2 separate regions of the Zea mays genome follow, and region 2 is linked to region 1. Evidence: chromatin contacts called from public Hi-C data. All regions are on one chromosome and are shown on one strand. The core of a region is the stretch at or near the end of the contact, and the rest is flanking DNA. Distances in the headings are between cores, read along the strand shown. Region 1 holds the start of LOC542144 (salt-induced MAP kinase 1). Region 2 overlaps LOC100382583.

Region 1 (5,477 bases), core at 1,676-4,175:
TGGAGAGCCTATGAGCTTTTGGAAGAGAAAAAACTCATTAAAATTAATGCCCAGATTATAGTAGCATTTTAACAAAGGAGAAAGGTACTCAATGGTGCAGATTAATAGAAGTTAACAATGCATCCTATAATAATAGACTAGGATGTATGTGAAAAATATCAATAAAAGAGAGGAAAGTTAATAGAACCAAGAAGTTAATATAAAACAGTTGAAAGGTCAAATCTGGATTTCTGATCTTGTAAAAAGGGCAGACCAAATGCCAAAGGCTCCCACACGTGCGACATGGTGACTCAGTGAGACAACTCTCACCACTGCACCAAGACTATCCTTCTAGGATTTCTGATCGTGTAAACAATGCAAATTGCAATTTCTAAAAACAAATTAGACTTCTAGTTAAAATCATATGTAACTCCTACTCAAACATACATAAAGGGGGACATAGAAACATAAAGGGGGGACACAGAAATATAGGCATAAACACGAGTAGCTAATATCTTGGTTTTCTGGATGAAACAGAGAAATTAATCACTGTATTGCACTATGAGAAATGCTAGCACAAACAATCCATTACAATAAATTTACCTCAGTGATCAATTTTAATTGCTGGATGTAATCCCGTCCAGGAAACAGGGGTTGACGAGTAACGATTTCACCTAGTATGCATCCAACTGACCAGACATCAATGGCAGCAGTATACTGTGAACAGTTCAACAGCAGCTCTGGTGCCCGGTACCAACGAGTGACCACATACTCTGTCATGAGATCTGTCTCTGAAGTGGTCCTTGCAAGCCCAAAGTCTGCAATCTTGAGGTCACAATTTGCATTTAGGAACAAATTGCTCGGCTTCAGATCGCGGTGCAATATATTTGCTGAGTGCACATATTTTAGCCCTCGTAACAACTGATACAAGAAGTACTGCAAGGAAAAAGGGGGAACATAGAAATATAGATTATAGAATATATCATTGTTGTGAAGCAATATATTACTCCCTCCGTACCAAAATATAGTTCTTTGTAGCCTACTTTTTTTCCATCCACATTCATTCGAATGTAATGAATGTAGACATACATACAAACTACATTAATAGGTTAATTAATGAATGTATATTTAGTCTAAAACGAATTATATTTTGGGACGGAGGGAGTACATGATAATCAATTTCTGAATTGGGCACAAACATCATTTACTTGAATAGTTGGATAAAAATCTGTTTGGTATAACATAACTTTGGCACAAGCTGGAGCAACAGACCTGGCAATGATCATCAGTCAATGGCTGATTTGAGCGTACGATCTGATGGAGATCTGTATCCATTAACTCAGTAACAATGTACACGTCATTAAAGTTCTCTCTAGTTGGGGGCCGAATTACATCCTTTAAGGCAAGGATCTGTGACCACAAGTTAAAATCATTATTAGACAAATTAGATCATAGGAACTTCATTGCTGAGTAGAAGTACAACATGGTTGATGGTTCTAACACATGCATACAAATTCTGTGAAGAAATCAAACCCTCAGTACTACTTTAAGCCATGTTAATGAATGTGGCGAGAATCAATAGTACAAGCCTGCCAAATAAATGTCAGTGTATGTGCCAGCCAACCATGTGGAGCTGACCCCATGGCCTTTTTGGATATTCCTTATTTAACAAAGTACAGATAGGCTAAAGTTTTTCCTCCGAAATAAATTAAATTTGAAAACAAAACCATATGCAATCCCTAATCCAACCCCATGTCCCCACTTCACTTTAATATGTCAACTATAGAAAGCGTGAAGATGGGAGTACTGTCCTCCATCCTATTTATAGAAATTCTACATAAGCAGAGAACAGAAATTTCAATACATTGCATAACGACCGGTGTTGCAGTAAAGCTGTGCTTCTTTGATACTCAAAAGGCACTGCGTGTTGCAGCTATTTTTAGCGAATTGGCAGCATAGATCTTTACAGTTGAAAGAACTACCACAACTGTAAGCTTCCTATGACAAGTTGACAACTTAAAGCACACACAACCATAATGCCGATAACTAGGAGATTGTGGAGAAACAAACAAGAGCAAGCCCCAAATCCAAGTATCACAGAACCAGAATTCCAGAAATGGCCAGAGGCACCGGTAAAAAAAAAGCATCACACGTGCGTACGTTCTCATGGTCCATGTGGCGCAGCAGCTTGATTTCCCTGAGCGTCCGCTTGGCGTCGATGTGGTTGTCGAACGCATTGCCAACCTTCTTGATCGCAACCTCCTCCCCTGACTGCGAGTTGACAGCCGCGCTGAAACGAGGGAACAGCCCCCAAAATTACTTAGTACAAGATTAGCACATCTACGGGCTATGCAGACAAACTTTGCGGCAGTGACTCGTCTCTCCATAAATCTTTGCCTAAACCGCCACAGCCGCACCAAATCTACACGCGCAACCACGGCGCGTAGGCAGAGCAAAGACAGCAGCTCGATTTGCCATCACCAGCGGGGGGAGTGGGGAAGGAAGGGGAGGGGGAGGGGACGCACCAGACAATGCCGTAGGCGCCGCGACCGATGGGGCGGATGGGTGGGGCGTACTTGGAGGAGACCTCGAAGAGGTTTCCGTACACGTTGTACAGCACGTAGCGGCCCCCGTGCGTCGCCATACCCTTGATCTGCGCTCCACCGCCGCCGCCGGAGGAATCCATGGTTCCTTTCGCCTCCTTCCTCGCCTCTCTGGAAGGGGGCGTGGAGGAGGGACCTAGGGTTATGGGGCTAGGGTTGGTGCAGCTTGACCAGCGTCTAGTCGTTGATGGGCGGCCTCAAGGACTGTAGTGGAAGAAGCTTCCCTCCTTTTGACTTGGGCGGCGACTGGGGAATGGGGATGGATCCGGAGCGCAACGAGGAGGAAGGAGGTGGAGCGGTGTTTGGGGGAAAACACCTCATGTTTTTTTTTATTTAAAAAAATTATATTCTACGGAGTACATTTGTATTTCCTACCCCCTCGCTTTCTCTTCCGAATTATAAGGTACTTTATTTTCTTAGAAAAAACCAAAATAATGTAAATTTATTTTAAAAATATAATAAAATAAATGATTTAAGTGTTTTAAACAATCAGAATATACCTTATGATTTGAAATGGGGGAATACGTGGTCATGAACCTGCCACATATGATCCAGTGAGGTAGCCGGTGACATGACCTTGTTGCGTACTAGGTGTAGCGTCATCATTAAGTGACGGAAACATAAATGGTTGGGAGAGAATAGGATTCTAGTTCACTAATGATCAAGTATAAATAGAGCTCTACTTTCTGGTTTTAAGTTTTATCCTTGAACTTATTATTTTGCTGATGAAGCGATTCTATTGAGGAGCATATGGTAAAGCAATTCTGATGGTGATTGAACTGGGAGCAAATAAAAAGTGGGTTCTCTTTTTAACTTGTAGCTTGTAAAGTAAATATAGAAAGGGCTCTATATAATAATCAGTTCGAAGCATGATCCTACCAATTAAGCTCTCAAGTTATGGTGTCTATAGCTATTTCTCAGAGCAAACAATGAAAAAATAATACAGTACAGTACATGCTAAGAGTTTGGAATTCAACTTACAGTCGTACAGAAAGCAAGAAATACCTTCATTTCCTTACGCGGTGCATTGACCCGTTTACTCGTCAGCATGATATGGGATCAGCATCAGCAGCCAGAAATGTCAATCTGCGATGCGCTTGACAATTCCAACTCCCAAGCAGTTGGCATGGAGGGTTTCTCTTCTCTTGGGGGCATGGCGCTGTGCCTTTCAACCACCTCTTGACCTTGCTAAGAGCCACACGTTTCTTCCACGGTCGATGTCAAGGCATGAAGATGGTGTGGATCCATCATATATAGGACGATCTGTGTGAAAGCTCGTCTGGCCGAAATCCGAAGTAATATGAAATCACGAGCTTGCATGCGCCCTGATCAATGTGAGGCCATCGCTATCGCATTCTCTACTTTAAACTATACTCTATAAACAGTGTCAAACATTATCATCTACGATGTTATCTATGTAAGAATTTCAATTAAGCTCACGACTATTAAAATTTTCTAGGTCATAAACTTTTAAATTTATTCATCATAGATTTATACATCTTAACTTTAAACATAACGTGACATATATACAGTCATGCACCAATGCGGTGTTCAAATTAAATTTAACCCATTCTTCTTGTTTAGCTCCCTCTCTTCATCAGCCTCACATGACACCATCGCTATGCTCAGGGACGGATCTACGTCCGGGGCTGCAGTCCACTAACTCAAACGAATAGGCCCATATCGTCTCCAAAAAATAGGTCACGTTCACGTCCGCTCCTCAGTCCAGCAGGCAGCCGCGTCCCCGCGTCCGTCCAGCCGCCGCTCGCCGGCTCGCCGTCTTGGGGCCTCGTCGTCTCCGCCTCTCGCCCTCTCTGGTTGTGGACTCGTGTGCGCTGGCCCCGCAGGCCCGCCTCCGGTCGTGGGCGCTCGCCATCTCGCCGTCTTCGCTCGCCGTCTCCGGTCGTGGCCTCGTGAGCGCTCGCCCTCGCTGTGCAGGTCCGTATATTTTTTTACTTTCTTCCCTCGAGACGAAGAGGATCAAGGGCGAGTTCGTATGTTTGTGTGGATGCAGGAAACCCATCGATTCGTGTTGTTTCCCCTTCCTTGCATGCTTCAATTAGCGAGCCTTCTGGTGTGGGTTTTTCGAATAGGCTCATTTTCTTTACAATCACATTTGGAGTTGGAGTAGGCCTTTAGTTCTAGGGTGTCCTACTTTAATTCGAAATTAGATCATCAGACATGCTCCTGGGATCGAGAGTACGACATCTATGGGATAGAGTGATCCGTTAGGTTGTTGTAATTGTGGAAACACATGCAATTTGGGTTTATCAGAAGAGGGTAGCAATTAACTCAAGTAATGTTCAAGTAACTCAAGTAGTGTTTAGTTTAAAAAATTTTATAGCTTTAGCTTAGTAGCCCTCCTCTTGGATCAATCCTGGATCCGCCACTGGCTATGCTTTTGCTTGTGGGTAACGGCGAGCAAGAGCACACTACAACACATGTAGCCTTTTATGACGAATACCCCATGACAATGAAGATTTTCGTCATTGGCTATTTTGTTTTATGATATTTTTTTGTGGCAAGACAACTTTATGATGAATTTATGCAAGCATCACTAATAGCATTGAGAAAACGTCACAACATTAGTCAATCGCCATAACGTAACGAACATCTTGTTGTCACAAGATACTAGCAATAAACATCATAACTATGTGAAAATTCTATATCGTCATAAATGTTACAAATAATTAATGGTTTAAAATATTTGTTGTAGTTATTAATAAAAATCAATATATATGTTGAAAATTGGCTATGATTTTTAACTGACGGCCATACTATACTACAAATTCGAGGGGGAAAATTCTCTAAAAAAATCAAAATGTTTAAATGAGAAAAAAGTACAAATAGTACCCATTATAAAAGGAATCAAACTCCCAACGTCTTGGCTCAGGA
Region 2 (5,477 bases), core at 1,474-3,973, 260 kb before region 1:
TTTAATCGCTCGACGTGAGTCCAAAAGCTCAACACAATATAAATATTTAGAGCGATTTGAGTATGCCCTATATAGACTTTACATGCATTTTAATAATTTTCTGCTACGGTAAATAAAAGCAGAAAAATAAACACTAAAATTATTGCATGAGCATAACACATCAGGTGTAAAAAGCATTTTCCATATTTAAACATGTATTTTTCTACTAATTATTTACTGCAGGAAAATAATTAATTAAAGTAGAAATTATAACATAAAACATGCTTTATTTTTTTTTTATAATCTACAGCATGAAATAAATAAAAAATAAATGGAGGCTTTTCTTTCTTAGCCGACTTTTTCTCTATTTTTTTCTTCTTCGGCCGCTCCTACTGGAGCATTGATGCCCGCCATGCATGACATTTTTTTTTCACAATGGCAGCGAGTAGAGGCAGACGTGCAAGAACTTTTATGCTTATCACCATCTGTGCATGCATGCGAATCTTAATTTTAAGATAGACTGGTGAGACGGCAGTACGACACATCCTCCGGGCCGCTGCGCGCAACGATTTTTGCGGCGAGCTGTTACTGGATGCGGCTTTCCCGTGCAGGCCCAGGATTCTCACAAGAAACGCGGATGACTCAAATGTATCTGGTTGACGATCTGTTTTTACTGCCGTCCACCAAAACAAAGCTTCCAGATCTAAAGCTAACTGAGGAGCAAACCGAAGCCACCACAGTCAAAGAAGATCCAAGAATGACCCTTCCTCAACGCATTGGCACGGTGCGAGCACAACACCACGACGGTAATGGCAGTTCGTCGCGTATGGATCACAGCTCGTGCACATTAACATATTAAGAACAGTAAATATACCGTTCCATTACGTAGAGGAAAAATCGAAGCCTGACGCGTAGGACAGTTCGGCTAGGCCGGAGGACCTGCCGACTTGACGGAGAGTTGATGCAAATCTAATCCCGCAGCAACGTCGAGGTAGAGCGTGCTGATAACGTATTGAGAACTACGTTACCACGGATCACCAGATCCGCTCTCTTCCCTCCCGTCAGCAGTAGAGGCGCGAGAAGCTGTAGAGAACCCGTCTCCCTTCCCATAAGCACGACAGAGGAAACACACGAGACACATGATATAGGGTTGGGCCTCTGGCCTCTTTTTGATCTGTGTTACATGAAGTGTGTTACATGAAGGGGTGTACAGGTTCCTTATATAGAGATGTGAGACCCGGGCAAAGCCGGTATTTGCCCACATAACCCTAACTAGGGTTACTTAACAGTAACTATCAAATTCAGGTGTTACATTTCTTCTCCTCTCTCTAGTTTCCTTTCTCTTTTCTTTTAGTAGAGGATTGGTTATTTTATTTGGAGATGTAACAATACTTTAGTAAATAAAACTCTAAGGGAATAAGAATTGTTGCATAAACCATGAAAATAGTTTTAGATTTTTTTTCTAAATGGTGTTCTAGAATATGGTGCCTAGCATTAAATGTCTTGTCCATGCCACTTGACAAATATCATGACACATGTTCTACAATCTAGATTTTCTTGGCGCATTATGCTCCATAATTCATTGCATTAAAACTTAATTTAAACTACTTTGAAAATCTATCTAACGTAGGAGACTAGTGTTCACTACAACGTCGTAGATGCTTTAGTAGTGCTTCTTTGTACTTCGGATGATCAATGTTGACTAATTGTAATAGATACATGAAGTTGTACTAGCAAATAAACACTAAAATAAGTCTATTAAAATTTAAATAATTTTAGAGCATGATTTTAGAAAAATCTGAAACAAGTTTTGTAATCGAGCTAAAATAAATTATCTATGAATTTTCAAGGTTAAACCAGGTTTAAGTTTTTTTTTAAAATTGCATCATTTTTATGTAAAAAAATGTTTGAATATATTTTTATTATTCTTTAGCATTTTTTATAAAAAAAATTGAATTCGATTTACTTTCTTAACTTTCAACTTAGTCCGATTTCATACGACGCCACATCAATGACACTGTCGTCAAAACCGTTATGATAACAAAGTGACCTTTTTTCAAAATTTAAGAGGATTAGAGCATATCAAGACACTAGCCAAATATCTTCTCAAGCTAAATTCTAGCTACTTAATAGTAAAATAACTTTTCACAGCCTAGGCATCTAAATCGTGAAGCTTCTGACTCTCTAAATTAGCTCTCTCATTAGCCAAACTAACTTGCATGTTGAAGAGTCTTGAAATGAGATGCTACATATATAGTTTAATCTTTATGGAGAGGTAAATAGAGAATAAAAAATAAAGAGTCCCTTGAAAATGCTCTTAGGAAACTAGTTTTATAGATTAGTGTACTGATGTAATCGAATCAAATACGGATAGATATTACTCGTTTTATATGTGTTTTTATATTTTCTCGAGTTGTGTCGGATAAGATTTGAATGGATATCAACGTCTTAAATATTGAACTTTAATTATATGAATACAAATATAGATTAGATACTAAATACATGGACTCAGATGTCAACCCTCTTAGGCGGATTGATTACGTAGACCCCTAGATTAGTGAGAAAAATCGAACGAAAAATGGATTGGATTGATTACGTAGACCCCTAGATAGTTCATGGTGTAAATCAGACTTTTTCGGATCGGAAAATGGATTGTCCTTCTTCTCAAGGGCAGCTTGGCTCACATCGGGAAAAAAAAATGCCGCAGTGGCAGGCCGCGAAATCGGCCCGCTCCAGCGGAATTGTGCTTACATATCCCAGCAGTGCCAGTGTCCAGGTATCCCTTTCACCCTTTGCGTTACAATAACACTACACGTGTAGCCCGAGCGAGTTGTCGGCGTCGCATGCGATATGCCAAGTGAACTCTAAAGACTTCGGCAGCTGCGTATAAGAAAAGTAGCGCATCAAGCTTGGTTGGGTGTATCCATGGGTGGATTTCATTTTCAGGCCCCAGAAGGCTTGCAGCTAGCTAACCAGCCGTTTCTTGCATCCACATACTACAGATTTATTTTTATTTTTTTTACTTTTCAAGTACAAGTTTGCATACAAAAGTTGCAAATAAAACCATTGACGTGTGCCCTTCGATGCTTTAATTTCAGGGAGCTTATTCCTTTTAGCCGATCGAACTGAAAATCCGTGGTTCAATCAGAGTCCCGGTTGGAGGAGCGCTCCCTGCCGGGTAATCCTATGTACAGCTCCGTCTCCACGTCCATGTCATTGCTCGGTGCCGGCAGGCTACGCGGCCAAGGAGGGACACAGCGGTTCAGGTCCGGTGGCGCCTCCGGTGGAGACTGGAGGTTGCGCTGCTGAAGCCACAAGAACAGAACAGGCAGCACGTTAAGTTTTAGAAAACCACACATGATGGCTGTGAGACTGTCTTTCTTGCGCATATCATGTTAACGTTAAGAGTTTAATTTACAGTTTGCAATGTTATTAAAAAAACCCTACATGCCTTCTCTGCGGTTTTCAATGTTGTGTTCGTTTGATTTACCTTATCCCGCAACTCTTTGTTGTCTTGGAGCAGGGTCCTCTCCTGCAAGTTGTACAAGGAACAGCAGAGGTCAGGAATTGGTCACTAAGAGTTTCAGGATACTCTGGGGTCTGGGCTCTATGCGTTATCTTACCTTCTCCTTCAGCTTGGATATCTGCTGCTCCAGCAGTTGTGTCTGTGAAAACAAAAGGTAGGACGTGCATATCAACTTGGGCGAACAGTTTCTTTGTTATCGTAATACGCAGAAATTTTAGAGACTAGGGTTTATGTGACAACTGTGGCATTTACTTACCTTCTTCCCTCTGATGACGTGAAGGCTCTTCGCCAGTTTAACCTCCAGATTATGCAGTTCTTCAATGGAGCATTCTTCTAAATTTTCACCCAGAAACATTCTGCAACTCATGTCAAGGCGGTGAATTGATGGCCGTTCTGCTCTGAGGAATGTCATTAATCTTTAGTGAAATACATGATTGCTCACCGTTTGGTCTTTTCTAGGGCTTCGAGTCTACTTGCCAAGCTTACGGCATCTGCTTTGACTTGCTGCACTTTCAGATGATTGAATGTTAAAAGCTAAGTGCGCCATCACATACGTTCTGTCCTAAGTGTAAAACCCCAAATATCTAATGCAAGTTCCATCTTATATTGAGAGCACTGGCCTAATAACCTCAAGAAGATACTTTTACCCATGTTTTGAAGTGATGCTGTATAACATGACTTTAATGCTTTGGAGGTAAAAGTATTCACATGAAAATGTTGCCTTTATTCCTAACTCTTCAGTTAAGCGTTTAATCCATCTTCGTTGTGGTTTATATATATTAAAAACGCTCATGCAAATTCACTTTCTGGTTTGCTGTAATAAGTGAAGATGCAACAGTCAAAAGATGTGTTTAGTATATACAATCAGCCACATGAAAAGTAATAGAATCTGAAATAATGGGCAAATTAAGTATCTTCCGAACAAAAACATCTCATCAGTACAGAAAGAAGAAAAATAGTCTATCACTTCAGATATCCGATCGTGTAAGTACTAGTAGTAACTCATGTCTGTCATGATCAAAACCAGGTAGGTCATACATACTATACTGGGAGAACTTCACCTGTATATCTTGTTGAACAGTCTTGTTATTGACATTTTCCCTTGTGTATGTCCTGTAGCGGTCAATTGTTTTCTGGAGGCTGCAGAATGAAGCAAACAGTAAGAAAATAATAATATTTCCTAAAAAAAGCTAAGCATAACATATTAGTGCACCACACTGAAATTATTCTATCCCATCCAATCTATATTGCGTAGGAATAACCGAACAAGCTCTAAACTGCTCCAAGTGACCTATAAAATATCTTCCCCAGATTGATTAGCCCTTATTGATTTCTGGAACTAATGCAAATATATTGGTGATAAAGCAATGGATAAATATTGAACTTCAGCAACGGAAGTCTTCTGCTTCCAAGAAATAGGCCCTTCAGCATACCTTAGCAGCCTTGTGAAACATCTTTAGCATGAGACGAGAGTGAGTTACATACTTTGATATCATAATGTTTTTAACTATGCATACCTCAAGCTCACAATCAATCAGCTATGAGCAATTAATGACTAGATAATGTTTTTTATCTAGTCATACCTCAAGCTCACAATCAATCAACTATGGCAACAGCCTCTAAAATTTATACTATAAAATTTAAGGATTAGATCATATTATAATTGAGCTCTAATTCTATTCATTTTTAAACTAAAATTAATTAAGGGCTCAAACGAATTATGGAAAAACATTTGGATCGTGATTCATTGCCACTCCTAATCATATCCATGATATTTCTATTTAGGTCAAATCGTTTTAGAATCCTCTTAATGAGCTCCATGTCTTGGTCAACTCTTGTCCAAATTAAGTACAAATTGTTTACCTCTTATAAATTTAGAATTCTAGATCATCATATGCAATGTATTGTGTATTTGTACCTTCTTCTCTTCTCTAAAAATGTCATCAAAGTCGTAAATATATTGTTTTTGTCT

The links. Hi-C and Micro-C count contacts between places; a contact is called where the count stands out from the background.
Region 2: a contact with region 1 is called in a Hi-C map of tassel, with 2.2 times the contacts expected there. The contact joins the enhancer-like site here to the promoter of LOC542144 in region 1. A contact is called at or near these places in 2 of 25 Hi-C or Micro-C datasets (ear and tassel).

The regions. Positions count from the first base shown.
Region 1 is chr9:130,841,807-130,847,283 of Zm-B73-REFERENCE-NAM-5.0, reverse strand. It overlaps LOC542144 (salt-induced MAP kinase 1), which reads right to left and starts at 2,925. Exons shown (of 7, transcript NM_001111769.2): 1 at 2,505-2,925; 2 at 2,140-2,269; 3 at 1,252-1,389; 4 at 583-915; 5 at 1-15. The coding sequence starts at 2,665.
Region 2 is chr9:131,102,622-131,108,098 of Zm-B73-REFERENCE-NAM-5.0, reverse strand. LOC100382583 reads right to left here. Exons shown (of 8, transcript NM_001175313.1): 3 at 4,567-4,645; 4 at 3,948-4,009; 5 at 3,762-3,861; 6 at 3,603-3,644; 7 at 3,470-3,511; 8 at 2,924-3,284. The coding sequence ends at 3,120. Among protein-coding and RNA genes, the nearest start is that of LOC118473393, 25 kb to the right of the region's middle. Within about 2 kb of position 2,723, at least 10 of the 20 cell types and tissues checked have an H3K27ac peak or open chromatin away from gene starts, as enhancers often do. A contact at or near this core is called in ear and tassel, where this site is marked.